Linked DNA regions of Mus musculus: region 2 is linked to region 1. Evidence: chromatin contacts called from public HiChIP or PLAC-seq data. All regions are on one chromosome and are shown on one strand. Each heading gives the region's core, a stretch centred on a gene start, on an enhancer-like site or on the middle of the called end of the contact. The rest is flanking DNA. Distances are from core to core; before and after follow the strand shown.

What was found. HiChIP or PLAC-seq counts read pairs in DNA pulled down with a chosen protein or histone mark.
Region 2: a contact with region 1 is called in a FOXA1 HiChIP or PLAC-seq map of pancreatic cancer cells. The contact joins the promoter of Cxcl17 here to the promoter of Smg9 in region 1. A contact is called at or near these places in 1 of 39 promoter capture datasets (hippocampal neurons) and 1 of 115 datasets of contacts at active chromatin or transcription factors (pancreatic cancer cells).

The regions. Positions count from the first base shown.
Region 1 is chr7:24,397,409-24,401,201 of GRCm38.p6, forward strand. It overlaps Smg9 (smg-9 homolog, nonsense mediated mRNA decay factor (C. elegans)), which reads left to right and starts at 2,220. Exons shown (of 14, transcript NM_028047.2): 1 at 2,220-2,483.
Region 2 is chr7:25,410,858-25,414,650 of GRCm38.p6, forward strand. It overlaps Cxcl17 (chemokine (C-X-C motif) ligand 17), which reads right to left and starts at 2,029. Exons shown (of 4, transcript NM_153576.2): 1 at 1,845-2,029. The coding sequence starts at 1,923. All of the region lies in intron 3 of 4732471J01Rik (RIKEN cDNA 4732471J01 gene), which reads left to right.

The sequences.
Region 1 (3,793 bases), core at 970-3,469:
GAGGACAGAAGAGGCCTCTTATGGAGGAAGTTCAAGGGGAATTTACTGAGACTCAGTCTCACAAATAAAATAAAATAAAATAAAATAAAATAAAATAAAATAAAATAGAGATGGTTCAGTAGTCAACAGCACTGGCTGCTCTTACAGAGGACAGGGGTTCAATTCCCAGCACCCACATGGCAGCTCTCAACCTTCTGTTGCTCTAGTTCCAGGGGATCCAACACTCTCTTCTGGCCTTGGCAGCCACCAGGCAGGCACGTGGTGCTCAATCATACTTACAAAGCACTCATACATATAAAAGAAAATGAAATCTTTAAAACATGTAAGCGGAGGGCTGGGCTAAGGCTCTGTGGTAGGGAGCTTAACAAGCCTACTTAAATTCAGTCCCCAATACCCTACCTCAAATGTATGAATGCTGAAACCTTAACTAAAGGCCCAGTGAGGTGGCCTGCTGGGTAAAGGCGCTTGGGACCCATGGGATAGAAGGACAGTGCTGATTCTTGCTGACTCCTCTGGCATCCAAATGTGCATTGCTGCATGTGTGCGCACACATCCTAGAGGGCACACATCCCGCTTATAACTCAGTGAATCTGGTGGCATTGAGCACTCTTCATAAACAGCCCTCCAACCAATCACTGCCCTGATGGTTACCTTGAATATGAAAAACTCGTGCTTTCTGTCTCCAGGCTTCAACAATAAAAAAATTCTTCACGGGCTGGAGAGAAGGCTCAGCGGTTAAGAGCACTGGCTGCTCTTCCAGAGGTCCTGAGTTCGATTCCCAGCAACCACATGGTGGCTCACAACCATCTGTAATGGGATCTGATGCCCTCTTCTGGTGTGTCTGATGACAGCTACAGTGTACTCACTATATATATATCCATCCTTTATAAGCTGGCCATGTGGCCCAGGCAGCAGTGTGCTTACCTAGCATGCATAACATGCATGGGGCTCTAGGTTTAATCCCGTGGAGTGTGCCTCTATCAGCACTCCAAGGAACATTTTTTTTTTTTTCAAATTTGAAAGAAAAGCCGAAGGGAAGGCAAACTTTAAGTCTTGGCAGCTAGGTGCCCATAGGAGAACAGAGAAGAGCTTGGCGGGGGCATGGAGGGAGGCGATGCTGTTTGAGTTAGGCTGACATGGAGATCAGCTCTGGGGACAAGCACGCATGTGTGCTTGTGTCTTGAAATGCAGATCAGTGGTAGAGCACATCCTACATAGCAAGGCCCTCTCTCTTTTCTCAGTACAGAAGAGAATGGGAGAGAATAACGAAAAGCCGAGGGGGTGGGGAGAGCCCAGCAGTCCTGAGGCCAAGGCAGGTGGGTTTCTTTGAGTTCTAGACCAGCCTGGTCTACACAGTAAGACCCCACCTCAAAACAAGAGAGCTGCCTTTAATCCCAGCACTTGGGAGGCAGAGGCAGGCGGATTTCTGAGTTTGAGACCAGCCTGGTCTACAGAGTGAGTTCCAGGACAGCCAGGGCTATACAGAGAAACCCTGTCTCAAAACAAACAAACAAACAAACAAACAAACAAACAAATAACCAAGAGAGCTGATTGTGGCGGCACACACAGGTAGGTTATGCTGAAGAGGCAGACACAGGAGGGTAAGTTTGAGGTCAGGCTGATGGACTCACGGTTTTTTTTCTTTAAGAAAGGAAAAGCAATAGGGGAGGTGGAACTTCTGCCTCTCAGCTGTCTTTCCATTGGGTGACTGCACCCTCTGCCCAGTGGCCTTCCAGCTGCTTCAGGCTGTGCCCCTAGTCCTTTGAATGTTTGCCCCTTCTGTAGCCCTGCGATCCGCCCACTTCTGCCGCCCACCTCGTGCCACAGGTCCAAGCCTAGACCTTTCTCTACAGATGTTCTGTCTTGGAGGAGCTGGGCTCTTCCTTAAAGTCCTTCAAGATCGCTTCTTGCAGCCAGCTGAATCAGTCTTGTGCTTGCTCAGATAAGGACGTTAATTCCTCCCTTCCGCCGTACCCTACCCCGATCGGTCTGACAACACTACAGAAGACCCGGGATTCGAACTCGAAATCTCCAGAGCTGCCCACCCAGCCAAACAGCAGGCCCGCCCAGAGAAACAATGCGCACGCGCCTTCTCAGCAGCAACATACTCCCTCGCCCCTCCGTAATCCGCATGCGTGCTGAAGCCAGCCACCTCCATTCACGCATGCTCAGTCTAACGCGCACGTTGGGTTCGCTTGCGCGCCCAGCCCGCGGCGCATGCGCCGAGCTAGCAGCGCAGGCCGTGACTCGTTGGGCTGCGTACTGTGGCTTCCTCTTCTTCCTCCTCTGGGAGCTTCCGGGACGCCAAGGCCTGTTCCGGAATAGCCGGCACCCGTTTTCTCGGCCTCTCTCATTCTCTGGCTTGTGACCTTCCGGCACCATTTACACGGCAGGTGGCTGTGGAGGACCTTCCCCGCCCACGCTGCACTCCCGTCACTCAGAGCGCGCGCTGCGACCCAGGAACTAATCAGCAGCTGCCCTAGGTAAGGGGAAGGGGGGACGCCCCGAGCCTGGGAGAGGCAGGCGCGCCGACGGGGCGGGGTTGGGGGTGGGGCGTATTCAAGCCCCGCCCCCGCCCTGCCGTTAAAAGGTCGCTGGGCGGCTGGCCAATGGGAGTAGGAACGTGAAGGTCTCGGAATTGCGGCGCCGTTAGCTGGAGGTACAAATAAATTAATAGAAACTATAGCCACTGTAAAGTGTCCCTGTAGTGCTGGTACGAGCCTTCTAACAGTATCGGGAGGAAATTTCTGGACACAGTCCCAAAGAAGCCGACATACACCTAGGGCCACCTTCCATGGAAATTGGATTTTGAGGTTCTTCATGCCTGAGTATTGGAAGGAGGCTCCATATAAGACTGCAAGTAGGGGCTGGAGAGATGGCTCAGAGGTTAAGAGCACTGACTGCTCTCCCATAGGTCCTGAGTTCAATTCTCAGCCACCACATGGTGGATCACAACCACCTGTAATGGGATCTGATGCACATTCTACTGGTGTGTATCTGAAGACAGCTACAGTGTACTCATATAAATAAATACATAAATAATATTTTTAAAAAGGGGGGCTAGAGAGATGGTTCAGCGGTTAAGAGCACTGACTGCTCTTCCAGAGATCATGAGTTCAAATCCCAGCAACCACATGGTGGCTCACAACCATCCGTAATGAGATCAGATGCCCTCTTCTGGTGTGTCTGAAGACAGCTACAGTGTACTTATATATTATAATAAATCTTAAAAAAAAAAAAAAAAAGACTGCAAGTAGACTAGGAAGCACTTAGAAAAATACGTGAATAGAACTGGACAAGGCGGCTCACACATGTAATTCCAGTAGTGTGGAGCCAGAAACAGGAGGGTCGCCATGAGTTTGAGACCAGCCTGAACTGCAGAGCAGGACCCTGTTTGAGAGGGAGAGGTGAGGAGGAGGAGGAAACAGTATTAAGTTGTGGAATGCACCATGCCTCAAGAGAAAAGGCATTAGAACAGTTAAGAATTGGGGGTCTCCTGGAAATTCTTGCAAAGCAACTTGTCAATTCTGGAAGATTCTCCAAAGAGGTGCTTCACATGTAGGTGGGAAGATAGCTCAGTGTGTGAAGTGCTTGTTTGCAAGCATGAAGACCCAGGTTTGATCCCCAGCAACCACATAAAAAGTGGAGCCTGGCGGCACGATCTTGTCATCCCAGTGCTGCGGAGGCAAGACTGGCAGATGTGCAGAGCTCCTTGCCCAGGCAAAAACAGTGTGGGGCTGTCAGGATGGTTGTATCAGGTAACGGGGCCACCACAAGGCCAAAGAATTGACTT
Region 2 (3,793 bases), core at 779-3,278, 1.0 Mb after region 1:
ACCAAAATAGGGGCAGGCAGGTGGGCATGGTGGCCGTGCACACCTTCAGTCCCAGCACTCGGGAGGCAGAAGCAGGTGGATACATCTGAATTCAGTGCCAACCTGGTCTACAGAGCAAGTTCCAGGACAGCCAGGGCTACACAGAAAGACCTTGTGTGTCTGCAAGTGTAGCTGGCAACATACACACAAGTGTACACACAGCCCAGCCAAGATCCACTTCCCAGACCTTCCCAACCTCTCCTGGAAAAGTCAAAGATTTTCTCAGAAAAACAAACAAACAAAAAATAGAGGCATGGCTGTAATTCAGTGACACACTGCTTGGTTAGCATGCATGGGCACCCCCCTCCCCCATACACACACACTAGCAACAACAAGAAAAAACCAACACTATCATACCTTGGCATATGAGTCATAGAAGTGAATCATTTTGAACTTAGAAACCTGAGCCCTTAGCTAATATTGATTGTTATGTGGGATAGTGTGAAGATTATGGGAACAATGCATCAGTTTGTACCCCCAAGGTGGTTAAGGTTACAGTCTGCAGGGCAGGAGAGGTAGAAGAGGTGCCCCCAGTGTGAGACAGACCATGATGTACAAAGAGTCCTGACTGAGCTGTGCATAGTCAGCGTGGAGAGCAGAGGAGTGGAAAGGTGTTAGCCTTTGAATTAGATGTGTGAGTAAAGTTGAGCTGGTTTGAAAACACAGGACCTGTTGGGGATCAGCAGCCTAGTATGGTTGGAGCATAAGTGCATCTTTGTGAATGAAAGAAAGTGGACTGGAAAGGTGTGTTGTGACTAGAGCTTTGAGTTCATGGGGAGGACTCTAGCCCTGGTGCCCATATAGTGATAGAGAAGCCTTCCCTTCCAGAGTGGCCACTATGGGCCCCAGGACTGAAGAACTCAGAGAACTTTCCCTACAAAGGAAAGAAGTTGGACATTGCCAGAGGCAGGTGATCCTGGATTTAGGATCACATGATGCTGAGTATGCCACAGAGTACCTCACCCACAGGAGAAAGGTACATGGATAGAGATGATCTTGCTTCTGTGTGGTGGCTCTGTGAAGAGCTGGGAAACACTGGCTGTGGTGAAGACTAGAACAGATTCAGAACCTCTACCGAGTCTGCTTCAAAAGGGACAGACCATTCAACCAAGCCCGGGATGACTAAAATGTCTGCATGACTACTGCCTGCTAATAGGACTGACCTGGTTTGTATCATCACGAGCTTACTTGGCATACTCTAAAGTTATAGGACTCCTCATTTCTTTGCCTTCCACCACAAGCCTCCCACCCCCAGTTGAGCCCTGAGAAAATCTGTGACTTTTCCAGGAGAGGTTGGGAAGGTCTGGGAAGTGGATCTTGGCTGGGCTGTGTGTACACTTGTGTGTATGCTGCCAGCTACAGTTGCAGACATGTTGGGAATGTGCCTTAAAGTTTACAGAGTCCTTTGGGATAAAGAGGGTCCTTTCTTTTTGCTAATGAGGATTCTGGTACTGAGAAAGACTAACTTAATTACCCCAACTTGTTGCTAAAAGAGTATTTTAATGCACTTGTTGTTGGGTTTGCCATGTTTTCTACCCCATTTCTTCCCCACAAAATCAAATTAATCTTTGGTGTGCACATGGTTCTGGTGAAGTAGAAATTAATCTTGAGCCAGGCATGGTGGCACACCTATAATACTGGGACCCAGGATACTGTGGTCGGAAGAGTCCAAGTTTTCGGTCAGCCTGACTACATATCAAGAGCCTGTCTCAAGGGAGAGAAAAATAGAAGGGAGGAGGACGGACAAAATAAAGAGGAAGGGAGGGAGAGAAGGAGAAGAGAGAATATCATTTCATTGTATTTACCTGGGTTCGGGCTGCTGAAGACCATGGACATGAGCATCACTGGAAGCAACAGAAGGAAGGGAGAGGCTAGAAGCTTCATTGTGGCTGTCTGTTGGTTCTTAAAGGCTGTGTGGATTGTCACCAGTTAGAGGCTTCTGATTTCTTGTAACTGCTCAGGTGGAGTAGTGTCTACAATTTAATCCTACACAAGAACACCCTTGGGAAATCAAGAGCAGGAAGGCGGTGCTGGTCAGTTTAGTACCAGATTGGACCAGGTCTTTACGGGAATGTGGGAGGTAAAACTGGCCAAACAAAAGAAACCACACTCCAGAGAAAGGAACAAATGACTGACACCTTGGCATGTGTGTGTGTGTGTGTGTGTGTGTGTGTGTGTGTGTATGTATGCTTGACTCCTCCCCCACTGTGGGGGGTTTCATTCTCTAAGCTTTTTTCTCACTTGAATTTCCGTGTACCTTTTGGCTGTTTAGAGCAAAACCGAGGCACTGCAGGCTGACAAAGAGAGGCTGACAGCTGCGCTTCCTCTCTCCACCCATTTGTGATTGCCAGCACAGTAGATGGAAGTGCTACTGCCTGGACAGTTGTCCTGTCCTCGCACTGTTGACAGATTCATCCAGTTCCCTAGCCACTCACAAGGGAAGCAGAGTTCAGTTAAGAAGACGTTCACTTTGGGTGTGCTGGTGTGTGCCAGCACTGGAGGCTGAAGAGGGCTTTGAGTTTCCCCTCCCCTCCCCTCCCCTCCCCTCCCCTCCCCTCCCCTCCCCTCCCCTCCCCTCCCCTCCCCTCCCCTCCCCTCCCTTCCTTTCCTCTCCTCTTCAATTCTCTCTCTCTCTCTCTTAACAAAGAAAGAAAAACAAAAATGAAGGGCTAGTGGCTGCCTGGCGAGTGAGCTGATGATCTAACTTCAATCCCCACTGTTCACAGGAAGTAGAGAAATCAGTGCATTGTCCTTTGACTGCTATAGTCATTTGGTGCATGCACACTCCCCTCATCCTTAAATAACTGTAATGAAGAACGAAGGGCTAGGGATGTAGCTTAGAGATAAGATGCTTGACTAGCATGCACAAGGCTCCAGGTTTGATTCTCAGCACCATAAATAGCAAATAAAAACAAACCAGCAACAATGCACAAATAAAATCAGAGTCAGTTATCTTTGCCTCCAAACTCTTTCCTGGAGCAGTGGGGAAAACAAAGCCTCCTCTTGTTCATCAGGAAGTTGGCTATGGTTTAGTTGCTCCAATTTACAGGACACGGTGTGTGTGTGTGTGTGTGTGTGTGTGTGTGTGTGTGTGTATGTGTGTGTAAGATCACCAGAGCTTCAGGTCCAGGAATATATGAACTATAGGCAAAAAGGGATTCTTGAACTGTGTTGGTCCAGGTTGGTGGAGTTCTTGGTTCAAGGCAAAAGGAGAAAGCTGATAATGCCCACAGTCAACATTAAAGACGATTGTGCCAGCCAGCTCACGAGGGAGGGGAGCGTTTATTTCTGAAACTTGCACTCTTAGAGGTGTTATTTCATGGCCTGTCTGCCCTGTCATTTTTGAGCCTGTGCTGAGATACATCATGGAGAGAGTGCATAGTGGAGGAAACTGCTCACTTCTCGCATCTAGGAAGCAAAGAAGATAGCAAGAACCATAAACCTAATAGTTCATTTAAGGGTGTATACGCCACCATGACATAACTGTTTTCTACTGAACTCTGTCTCCTAAAGGTTCTTCTGATCTCCCACAGACTGGCTACCCAGCCTTTACCTCATGGGCCTTTGGGAAGCACTGAAGATCTAAATTATAACAATCTTGGAACATCAGCACTGAATTTGGTGTCTATTTGAGGGACTTTAAGACTGCCAAAGCAATAGGGATTGATGAACTTAAATATTGGGTGACATTTGTTGGAGCCAAAGGGACAATGAATAAGGAAGTCTTTTCTAGAAGCCTCCAGGAATGAGAGGA